2 separate regions of the Mus musculus genome follow, and region 1 is linked to region 2. A link is a contact called in public Hi-C data. All regions are on one chromosome and are shown on one strand. Each heading gives the region's core, a stretch centred on a gene start, on an enhancer-like site or on the middle of the called end of the contact. The rest is flanking DNA. Distances are from core to core; before and after follow the strand shown.

Region 1 (5,848 bases), core at 111-2,610, 150 kb after region 2:
TTCCATAGAAGAACAAAGTTCATTGTACTACTTACTTTACTCACTGCTATTAACAAATACCTGACAATGGATGTTTTTAGACTACCAATTTGATGGGACACAATTTCAAATCCTGCTCAGGTAATCATGATGATGGAGATAAAGGTCACATTCCAGCTGTAGTTAGAAACTAGAGAGTGATGAACTAAGGTGCTCAGCAACCCTTTACTTCTCACTGAATCTGCAATTCCAGCCTATGAAGCAGTGCTGCCTATAGTCAGGATGGATCTTTCTCCTCAATCCTTTCTGGAAATGTGCTCAGAGTCGTGCCCAAAGGAACATCTCCAATGTGGTTCAAAATCCAATGGGCAATCACAGTTAACTAGCATAGTCAAGAATAAACTTCAACGCTCTCAATTATTTTTGTTAGTATATATTAATTGTTCAAAGTGATGGGTATCAACAAAACATTTCAACACTTTTAGATCTTAAAATACATCTGTGTGATGCGAATGCGTCATCCATTTAAAAATGAAGTATAATAACCAGAGGGTAGGTTTGAGATTGATATGCTTGGAAAAATATATAAAAATTTGACTTAAAGTAGCATACTTTAAAACCATTTACTTGATACATTGATATCAGTTGTATATGGATATATGTACAAAAGTAATTTACAGTTAGGGCAGTGGAGTCCCAAACTATACAAACCTTCTGCATTTATAAAGACTGGATAATATACAAAGTGCTCCTAATAGTTTGAAGTGAATGGGATATCTCTAAATGTAGACAAAATAGTTTAAAGATCTTTAAGAAGAATAATTACATAGGGGAAGTTTTTCTTAGTTCATAGACTAAGGCTATTTCTGAATACCTATGATGTGGCATTGGAAAATCCCGTTCCCATTAATAAACACTGGCAGAAATCAGAGTATGAGGCTACAGATGGTAAGATGAAACTTTAAAGATCAAGATAACTGCAGAGGAATGTAACCCAAGCCCACAATATTTGGAGGATGGAGGTGAAGTAGAGATTTTAGAGTCCAGCCACAAAGCAGGAAGAAATCAGAGGTGAATGTATTCCGGAAGGATTCAGGAAACAAGATATCTAATTTTTATGCTCTTTAAGCTGAAAACACTTTCTAATTATGCAATGTATGGGCAGCAGGAAACTAGCCATGTGGGTTGGAAGTGTCCTAAGCAGGATCCAAGGGATATAACCAGAGCATCTGAATTTAGCAAAGCAGTACAAGAAACCAAGAAAACTCAAAGCTGAAGAAACGTGAACTCTCACACATGAGCATGTTTTACACGTTCATGTGGAAGATCTCCAGGCTGACTCATAATAGAGGCCATGTTTAGAACTTGGTAATTGAGCAGAAACCTCGGTGACTATGTATCACATGGAAGATAAGAGGGGCAGTCATGTCCAGGCAGAAGGAAGAGTGGGATAATGGAAGGCTCGTGAAATAAGTTGTCACAGAATTATATAATCTGTAATATCAAGTTTATAACAAAACAAACCAGACATGCATATAAACATAAAAGAGTGACAAACAGAGAAGAGCAGAGACAGGACAGAGGAACTGACTTCCCAGGGGCTAGAGTTAGCCGACAAAAGGTTTTTCACAGCTATAATACACAAGTTCAGATAATTAAAGGATGAATAGTATCGTTATTGAAAACTTAAGGAATATAAAACAAACAAACAAAGAAAAAACAATCTAATTGAAACCAGTAATAAATCAAAACTTCATCAGGGCTAGAGAACAAATAGGAAATGATAAAGACTCATAACATTAAAGATCTATCAACATAGATTACTCAGTTTGGAAGACAGAGGAAAGAGGGTGGATAAATGGGAACGTTAGGAACCTATGGGAGACTATGTCAAGTTTGCTTATGAAGAACAGGAAATATAAAAATGACGATAGCATTTTACAATGTGGCACAATTTCTCCCCAGACATTAAATCTAGGTCTAGATAAGCCAGTGAGCTTCATGTGGGGTTGAAACAAAGAAAGTCATTCCTAAACATACTGCAGTTTTAACTGCTGAAATGAAAGCTTAAACACAATCTCAACTCAGGGAAGCCACACACAGGAAATTGCTGGGAGGGGCTTGAACTGATTTTGGATTCCTAAGAAACTGTGAAATTCAGTTGACATTGGAATGTGAAAGCGGCAGCAGAAGAGGTCGCTAATGACGACATCTTCACTCACTGAAGCTATATTTTCAAACCCAAGAGGAAACTGAAATATTTCAGGTAAACCAAGAGTAACTTTCTTACTAGTAGAGCTGTATTCCAAGTATGGAAAGAAAAATGAGTTTGGGTTACATAAAATCTGTATTTCATTTCAATTCTTTAAAAGAATACAAGAATTGAAAGTAAATAATTAATAATATATTGGTGAGCTTGTAATATATATGAATGTTACATATACACATACATGTATATATATGGACATATTAAATAGTTTAAAATCTGACCAATAGAAAATGTGATCAAAAGAAATATACTGACACATGGATTACATTAAGTTTAAATATATGTGCTAATCCTAAAGCAGTCAAAATAACGCAAGGATATAAGTAGAAAACAAAAGAAAATTGAAATGTAATTTTTAAAGGTTGGTTAATGAACAAGAATAAAATCTGAGGAAAATGGTATTGCACTAGAGAAAATAGGAAGCATGCATGATGAATGAAGGATAGCATGATAGCAAATTAGTAAAAACAGAAAATAAGATAAAAGTACAGTTTGTATTTAAACAATACTTATGCCTCTGTTATACTAAGAGATAAATCTAATAAAGTTGGAGAAATACTTATACTCAAAATTATAGTCCATCTCTGGAATGAAAACAAAAATCAAAAACCAATAAATTCATGGGCAGCAGCAAAGTAACTGTGATGCAGACATACGTCAGTACAGCCATCCACTCTACAACTCAACTACATATTCCAGGGAATTCTGAAGAATTTCAACAGCACTTTTATTGGGGTAGGAATTTACTAACAATTCTGAAAGTCATAGGAAAATGAGAACAACTTGTAGAAGCCAAAGCAATGTTGAGAGAGAAGAGCAAATGGGCATGATTTGTACTATCTGTTTTTAAATTTTTACCCTAAATGTAAGGCAACTAGCACAACAAGAAATTAATAAAGGTTAGATACACAAATATGTGCCACAGGATAGAGACATTTCTACAGACCAACACACATACATAACACAGTAGTAGTTCAGTTTTGACCTACTAACTCAGTTTTAATCTAGTAAAAGATGTAAAGTAACTAAAGAGGGGAAAGTGGTTTTTATACCGACAGTGTTAGCCATTCATATGGGAAAAATATGAATCTCAATAAAGTAGCTCTTAACACATGATAGATCTACAGATGGAGATGAAATGGTAAAATTTACAGATAAAAATTTTAGAAGAATGGCCAGATATGGTGGGGTATGCCTTTAGCCCCAAACAGAGAAGCAGAGACAGGCAGATCTCTGAGTTTGAGGCCAGCCTCGTTTACTTAGAGAATTCCAGGACATCTAGAATGATGAAGAGACACCCTGTCTCAAAACAAACAACAAACAAACAAACCCTAAATTAGGAGAAAACTCCCTGTTGTATTTAAGCGGGGAAAACAGATCTGTGATACCAACATTCATGGTATAAAAAAGACCAGACTCCAAGGTCATCCTCAGCTATACAAGGAGATTGGGCCTATCCTGGGCTACATGAGACCCTGTCTTAGATGTACATGTTGGCACTGTGGAATACTAGGTGAAGAAACATGTGGTTTACCCATACAGTGAAATGCTATTTTGTAGTAATGGGTACAACTATGTATGACTCTTAAAGGTTAAAAGAATAAAAAAAAACCAAACAAACAAAAAAAACAAACGATGGCACAAGGAAGCACAGAGAGGAGGCTGGAGAGATGGCTCAGAGGTTAAGAGCACTGACTGCTCTTCTAGAGGTCCTGAGTTCAATTCCCAGCAACCACATGGTGGCTCACAACCATCTGTAATAGAATCCAATGCCCTCTTTCTAGTGTGTCTGAAGACAGCTACAGTGTACTCATATAAATAAAATAAAAGAAATAAATGTATCTATTAAAATAATATTCCAGTCTTCTATTATTATGTACTATGCAAATTAATCTAGTAAAAGAAAGCCAATCAAAAAGGCATGGAGGGGAAAACAATGTCTGTATACGGATACCAGGAAACTTTTGCTTGGATGTCTATTTTCTATTTTCTACCTCTTGATTGTGGTGGTTCCATAGTTCTGTTTATCAATGAAATCTTACCAAAATTTTCAAGTACATTTGAAAAGCATATGAAAAATTTCGGTATCTGTACTCCATCCCCCACCCCATGCTCTATGCAAGAGCCGTTCCAGCAGTGTTCAGGACTGCTTGTGTCTTGACACTCAGTCTTTTGTTGTGATATTTCCCCAGAATATCCTGTGGGATATTCCAGTGTCAGCATGGAAGGATCTAAACCAAGAGATAGGTGCCAGCCTGCACCAATGCAGTGCAGAAGTGACTATCAGGATCTATAATTGACTCACTCACAGCTCTCCTTATTTGGACCATTGACACAAAAAATCTACCATACCTGCTTTTTTCTTTTCACAGGAGTTACTCATTTGCATCATGGATAAAGTAAACCAACTACACTATTTGAATGGAATAATTCCTTCTCTCTTTTTAAAGTTGAGGAGACAGACTCAGGAAATTAAACAATAAAACCAATGGGAGGAGTAGAGATGAGGTTTCACGTTTCCTTACATTTTTATCTATGTCTCTTATCTCTTTTCTTGTTTCTCTTTTATACCCAGTAAACACAGGTTTGAAGTCAACCTGTATTGACAATTTAAATACAAATATACATACGAAAGAGAGAGAGAGAGAATGGAAATACATGCACATAGAAAAATAACCCAAGCAAATATGGGAAGTGAGGTGAGAACCCTAATTTCCTTATCACTTGACACAATACTAAGTTAATCGAGGCTAATCAATTGAATTATCTTTACTAGTTTCCTAGGTAAACTTACAATACATCAGAATTATTTTGACAATCAAGGTGCAGCTTTTTAATTTTTTGACCCCCGTCCTGCCTCCCAGATTTGAACATACTGCTTGTTTGGTTGATACTATGTCCATCCTTAACAATAAATCCTGCAAACATCTCATCCTATCTGTAAGACATAATTCTTATGGCTTTCGTACGGGCTTTATATTTTCACTCTGGCATGTTGATAATTTCGTCTGTATGTTGGTGTGAAAAGTCACAATGTGCATTCTCTTCATCCGATATTTTCTACTTCAACACCTGTGCAATTATAAGGTGTAAAGTATTCCCACATGCCGCAAGGGCTAATGATACATGCAGGGATACTGTGTAAGAGCTTCAACTCGGAAACTGTCATGTCACAGCCCTTCAGCAGGGAGAGCATAAAAGACCCTCTAACAGCTATGTTTAGGGATCGGAAATTGGGGCCACTGATGGTTCCTTATGTGCTGGAAAAGTGGGTAGGGCAAATGTGACTTCAGTGTTGTTCAATGTTTTATTAATGAGGGAGGCATCCTTCAGTTGCCAAAGTCTACAGAATCATCAGTTGGTTACTAGTTCAGGGACAAAGTCGCACAGTGAAAGCCCTGGTTTTACATGGTGTTCAGTAAGAGAGGAAGGCAGCTTTCACACAGAAGACCTTTGCGTGCTCCAAATCTTGTTAAGGGGAGAGGCTCAGCTTATCTAATCCTATTCTTATTTTGTGCCAGAAATAAAATTCTGGAGAGCTCTACTGATCTTCATTTTCATTTGTTCATTCAATTAGAAGTTTGTGAAAAAGAAGACCCT
Region 2 (5,691 bases), core at 353-2,852:
CTTTAATTTTTGTTTAGCTTTGAGAATGAAGCCTGCCTAAACATCTGTGGCACCTGAGAGCAAAGATAGGAGCCTGGGGAAGGAAGCCTTGCTGGGACAAAAACAACAAACAGGAAGGCTACTTGTATGGGAAGCACGGTTGGTGCAAAGCATCTCACCGTAATCCCTGCGGCTTCTCATGACAACACCAGCAAATATGTTTTGTCAGTATCTTTCCATGCTTCAAGTAAACTGCGATTCTAAAATGTGCAGCACAGCCTTTCACTCCTAGGAAGGGATGCAGGTCCCCACCCACTGCTTCTCACTTACACTGCATCAGAGGTTTGGCCAGAATTTAGAAATTTTGCTCAACACTCTCCCCATTTTTCATTATTCTATGTTACAGACTAGTACTCTCCCACTAGTGGAAGAATTCCACCTGTGCCATACTGAAAACCTTGAGGAGGGCCTGAAAGTTAAATGTGGATATTCTTCCAAAAAGGAAAAGGATGGGGAGTGAGTCACCAACATCTCTGCTTACATCCCCGAATCCTACAGTTCCAAATTTTCTTCAAAACATATTTTCCTGCCAGTGTTTTAACATCTTAAGTATATGTAAGTATATTGTGATGCTTTAAGCTATTTACCATCAGAATGGCTGGTGCTGGCATCAATGCTATTTTTCCTTGCTTTTGGAGAGCTTCTAGAATTTTTTAAGGGAACATTTCTAAGTGCCATGGCCTCTGGTAACAGCTTTGAGGTAAGATTTTGGGAACAGGGATGGCAAAAGTCCTAGTGTGCTTTCTGTTGCTGTGATAAACACCATGACTAAAAGCATCTTGGGGATAAAAGGGTATATTTCAGCATCTATTTCCCAGTTGTCACAGTCCATTATAGAGGGAAGTCTAAGCAAGAAGTCAAGGCAAGAAGCTAGAGGCAGGAACTGGAGCAGAGGGCTCTAAGGAACATTCCTTACCTAATTGTTTCTCACAGCGTGCCAGGATTGCATTTTTATCATGCCCAAGCCCATGAAAGGCACTGCCCACAGTAGGCTGGACCTCCTCAAATCAATTATTAAGTCAGAAGAAAATACCCTCAAGGATCTTGTCTACAGCCAAATATGATGAAGGTGTTTTCTCAATGTAGGCTCCATCTTCCAACCTGACTCTCTATTTGTGTTCGTCTGACACAGAACTAACCAGCACAATGAATGAGTCCTGAGCCCTTTGAGTCACTTCTGTATATAAAGACCACCAGGTCCAAAGGACAATTTCAAAATGCAATCACATGTTGTGATGAGTGTTTTCTTTAGCTATCATCCTGCTTGCTCAAGCTCACCAAGAGTTTGGCTCTGTTTCTAATGAGAAAAGGTGTCTGTGCTAATTTAAAGTCTTCCGTTTAGAAAAAAAAAAAAAAGTTCCAAATGTCAGGCTGAACCTGAAAGTGATTACTCATAGGAATAAAACATGATGAGTAGGTATTTGAATGGATGTTCACAGCTGTTTTCTCTCTCTTTCTAAAAGACATTCAGTGAGAAAAGTTCAATGCGGTACCACGGTCGCGAGTCGTAGGGTGTCTAACGTTGGCAGTTCCAAATTAGAGCTCCCCTGGCAACTGTCACTCTGTGACATCACATTTTATCTAATGAGGCACAAAAATGTACACTTTGTGAACTCCACAGCTCCTTCACAAGTGCAGAGAATGAGAGGTATGGGGAAAGTGGGAGCCATCTGTTTGAAATCTTAGTTAGAATTTTCACCTTTGCCTGGTCTACCTGCAGTTATATTTTCTGCAGTTTCATAGTCAATAATTCTAAGGTGTTGAATTTGCTGTAACCACTAGCAGATATTAGTTAATTCACCCCCCATGCCATCTAGCCCATCCTTGTTAATCTGTCACCTAACCCATAAGACCTTCTGATGTTATTAACAGGTTCCACACTTGCCCTTGTTCAAATTTGACTTCTTAATGAAGCCCTACTTTAATTACTACAGAAGATCTGGTTTTGACTAGTCACTTGAGTCCTGTCACTATAATGAGGAAAGGGGCTCCACGTGTTTGGCTTCTGACTCTTTACAGTTAGGGGACCAGTCACCATTGCTTAGAGACCCTAGTATGCGTCAATCAAGATGGTGGGTATATCAGGGTTATTTTCTACCCAGATGGCATACTACTTCTGGTCTAATATCTAACATAATGAAAGAAAAAAAAAAAGACCAAGTTGGTGAAGACTGAGGATGCTGGGACTGTCTTTGCAATTGCTCAGTGTGCTTCTGTAAGGCGCTGTGTGTTTGTGGATACACCCTCACACTGAAGATGTGAACTGAACAAGCACAGATTATTCAATTCCTTCCCCCACACAGAATGACACAGATGGACTGATTAAAATCATAGGTCTGTGCTAAAGCAAAATTACTGCATTAGAGGAAGCATTTGGGGAAAGTGGGCGATGGGCTAGGAGAAAAAGAACAAACAAAGGCAGATGGAGTATCTTGGTTGGCATATAATTATTCTGTTATTCCTTTATCATCTAACTTATAAAATGAGAGCACATTGAATAATATAGTAAGTAGGATTCATCAGTAGTGAATAGTCAACTAAAACTCTTTGAGGGATGAAACGACTAATGTTCTTGTTTAACAGTCTTATGGAAGGCAATTTTTCTTCCTCAGTTGTGCTTCCTAATGGCTTGCTTAAGCAAAGACCTGGTGAATGTTAAGGCATCTTTTGCAGTATCCAGATTTCTAAACCATGTACCTTCAATTCATTTTCCAATATGGAGGACATGAGTCTTTCCAACATTCTCCCTGGAAAGCAGTTAACTTCAAACACACACACTGTTCCTTTTATAAGCAAGAATGGCTACTCTTAAAGTATTGCTTAAAGTATCTAAGCAATCCACAGAGAACACAGTTAGAGTAATAACAATGTACAGTTTATGTAGCAGAAGGCATAGAAAGATATTTATCCCAAATGATATAAAGAGAGTGTGAATTAAATTTAAGAAGGTGAAATTTTAAAAAGAGGTCAAAATCAATTGGTAGGTTCTCCTAGGTGTTCCAGATCTAGAGCAATTTAAAGCCCGTGGGACAATTTACTCAATCATGCTGAAGAGAGTTCTCAGTAACAGCAGCGTGGTTTATAAGCGTCAGGTTTCTTCTAAGACATGGGGGAAAACTCTTAGTTTGGAGGTAACTTCAGAGCATAAGAAAATGGATCTGGATAGAGGACACACAAGCCTAACACTGAGAAACATTAGAAACCGAGGCCCAAAGCAGCAACACTGGAGAAATTTAGGACACATCCCACTAGAGTTGAGGATGCAGCATTTAATAGCTTTTCAGGGAAGACCGGGTCCCTGTGTTAGCATCAGTGTTCATTAGCTCAATTGGATTCAAAGTGTCCGCTCTTTCCACATCCTGAAGCTTTGAGATCTTAGGGTTTGAATGTGCCTGTAATTTAGAGTTGTGAAACTTTCTGAACATTCTTTACTCTCTAGCTACACATTTCTGGACTAGTGGCCTGGAAAAGATATGGTCTGCCTAGTCAGACTCCTGTGAGCCAATGCCAGGAAGTGAATAGATATAAATTAATCTGAGATGTCATTTATTTTAACTCAAATTGAAGAGCACACACTTCTGAAATTTGGGGAGGGAGGTTAGTGAGACACACAGAGAATAGACAGGGCAATGTGTGCTTGGCATATGGTAAGCATACCAGTTTCTTTCTCCGACTTCCTTGCTTGTCATGAGAGTATCTTTACCATTAGGATAATGAATTATTTGTTTCTTTAGACACAACAACCTTGAGTTTTCAACTGTGTCATTCAGTTTGGTGCTTTAGAGACATTCAATAAGAGTAGGTTCCCAATTAGTATGGCAAACATTTTGAAGGTAGTAATGAACACACATGATTTACAAGGTTCTATTCTCATGGGGTTTATATCCATATAGAGAATGAAAACGAATTAGATATTTGAAAGAGACTGTGTAGGAAATGTAATGAGTAGAAGCTGAAGGGTTCTGAGGTCTCCAAAGTCTCCTAGGAGGTTTCTTGGAGTCAGCTCGGGGCTTGGGAGGACCATGCTGTTCCTCTTCTCTTCATGTCAGACTCTGCTTATTTTGGTTTAGGAGTCTCTATCTACTGAGAGCATCAGCTACGCGCCAGTGAAAAACAGTCTGAGATAAGAGTTTGCCATATACAGACGTGGAGCTCGGGGTTATCAGGTGAGCTGGTTTGAATATGAATGCCCCCTAGGGCTCATGTATTTGCATGCTTAGTTGGACTTTGGAGCTTTCAAAAGTCTCCACCAGGCCCAGCCACTCTCTTTCTATGTCTGTGTTTGTGTCTGTGTCTGTGGCTATGCCTGTGCCTATCTCTGTCTCTGTCTGTCTGTCTGTCTGTCTGTCTGTCTGTCTGTCTCTCTCTCTGTGTGTGTGTGTGTGTGTGTGTGTGTGTGTGTGTGTGTGTGTGTGTTTGGATCAGGATGTGGCTCTCAGCTTTTTCTCCAGTACCACTCCTACTTGCTGCCATGCTCCCTGCCTCTATAAGCAAGCCCCTAGTTTAATGCTGTTTCTCACAAGAATTGCCTTGATCACGGTATCTCTTTACAGCAATAGGACAGAGACTAAGACATCAGAACTCTTCCTTGTTCTCTGTACTCAAGGGGCTTTGGACATCCTGCAATTTCTTTGCCTGTGTCCTACCTGGTCTGTCAGCTTTTCAGGTTTACCGAGAATTCAGAGAAAGCAGTTCTGAGAACACTCACATATTTAAGGATAGCTGATAGGCAGCTAAAAAGGCCATTAGCATTGGCATGTGACTAACTGAATTCTATTTATTTTTAGGGAGCCAAACACATGAAGATTCCTGGACGCCTTGTTTGAAAGCATACTACATACTTTCTCAGCAGGGTGACTAGTGGAAACAACCTAAGGATTTATTTTGGCATGGCTTTGGGGAATCCATTATGGTGGAGGACATAGAAGTGGGTACTTGCAGTAGGTCACATTGCTGTGGTATTCAGGAAGCAGAGAGCTCTATTGGCCGAAACTAGCCCTGGACATCACATTCAAGGGTGGTCCTCTAGTGATCTACTGTGTCCAGTGCCTCCTATTTCCTAAAGGTTCCACAGCTCCCTAAAACAGCACCATCAGCTCAAATACACTGTTCCATCGAGGGAACAGTCTAGACTTATTTAGAAGTTTTATGGGGAAGTTCAAGGCTCTGCAATATGAAGTCATTCAGACCTGTTTAAAACTTTCATTCCTCCTTTCAGGAATCAACTAAGCTATTATAGAGGGCGTCACTCAAGAGACCTGCAGGATGTTTTCTATTGGGTGCTGTAGAATGTCACTTTGTCACTTTGATTATCCTGAGAAGTTTATGATTCCATTATAAGAGCCAATTGGCATTAGCTTTTTCTTAAAATTTAAAATTTATTTTTAAATTGTAATTCACAGGTGTGAGCATGGGCTTGCATGCATGCATGAGTGGGGGCATGTGAGGAAGACATCAGGTACCATCCTCTAACAATTTGGCTAGGCTGGCTGGCCAGGAAGTTCCAAGGATCCACCTCTCTCAGCCACCAATGCTGGAGTGACAGGCACATGCAGCCATGCCTAACTTCTTATTTGTAAGATGGAGTAAATATGCTTGCACAGTAAGCCCTCCTACCCAGGAAGCCATGTCCTCAGCCACAGCAATAATTTG

What was found. A called contact is a pair of places that touch in the nucleus more often than the background predicts.
Region 1: a Hi-C map of cortical neurons shows a contact between it and region 2, with 4 times the contacts expected there. The contact joins two enhancer-like sites. A contact is called at or near these places in 3 of 484 Hi-C or Micro-C datasets (cerebral cortex and cortical neurons), 1 of 115 datasets of contacts at active chromatin or transcription factors (neural progenitor cells) and 1 of 9 other capture datasets (liver).

The regions. Positions count from the first base shown.
Region 1 is chr2:7,388,216-7,394,063 of GRCm38.p6, forward strand. It overlaps a transcript of Celf2 not described here. Among named protein-coding and RNA genes, the nearest start is that of 5031426D15Rik, 460 kb to the left of the region's middle. Within about 2 kb of position 1,361, at least 4 of the 459 cell types and tissues checked have an H3K27ac peak or open chromatin away from gene starts, as enhancers often do. A contact at or near this core is called in cortical neurons, where this site is marked.
Region 2 is chr2:7,233,214-7,238,904 of GRCm38.p6, forward strand. It overlaps a transcript of Celf2 not described here. Among named protein-coding and RNA genes, the nearest start is that of 5031426D15Rik, 310 kb to the left of the region's middle. Within about 2 kb of position 1,603, at least 21 of the 459 cell types and tissues checked have an H3K27ac peak or open chromatin away from gene starts, as enhancers often do. A contact at or near this core is called in cortical neurons, where this site is marked.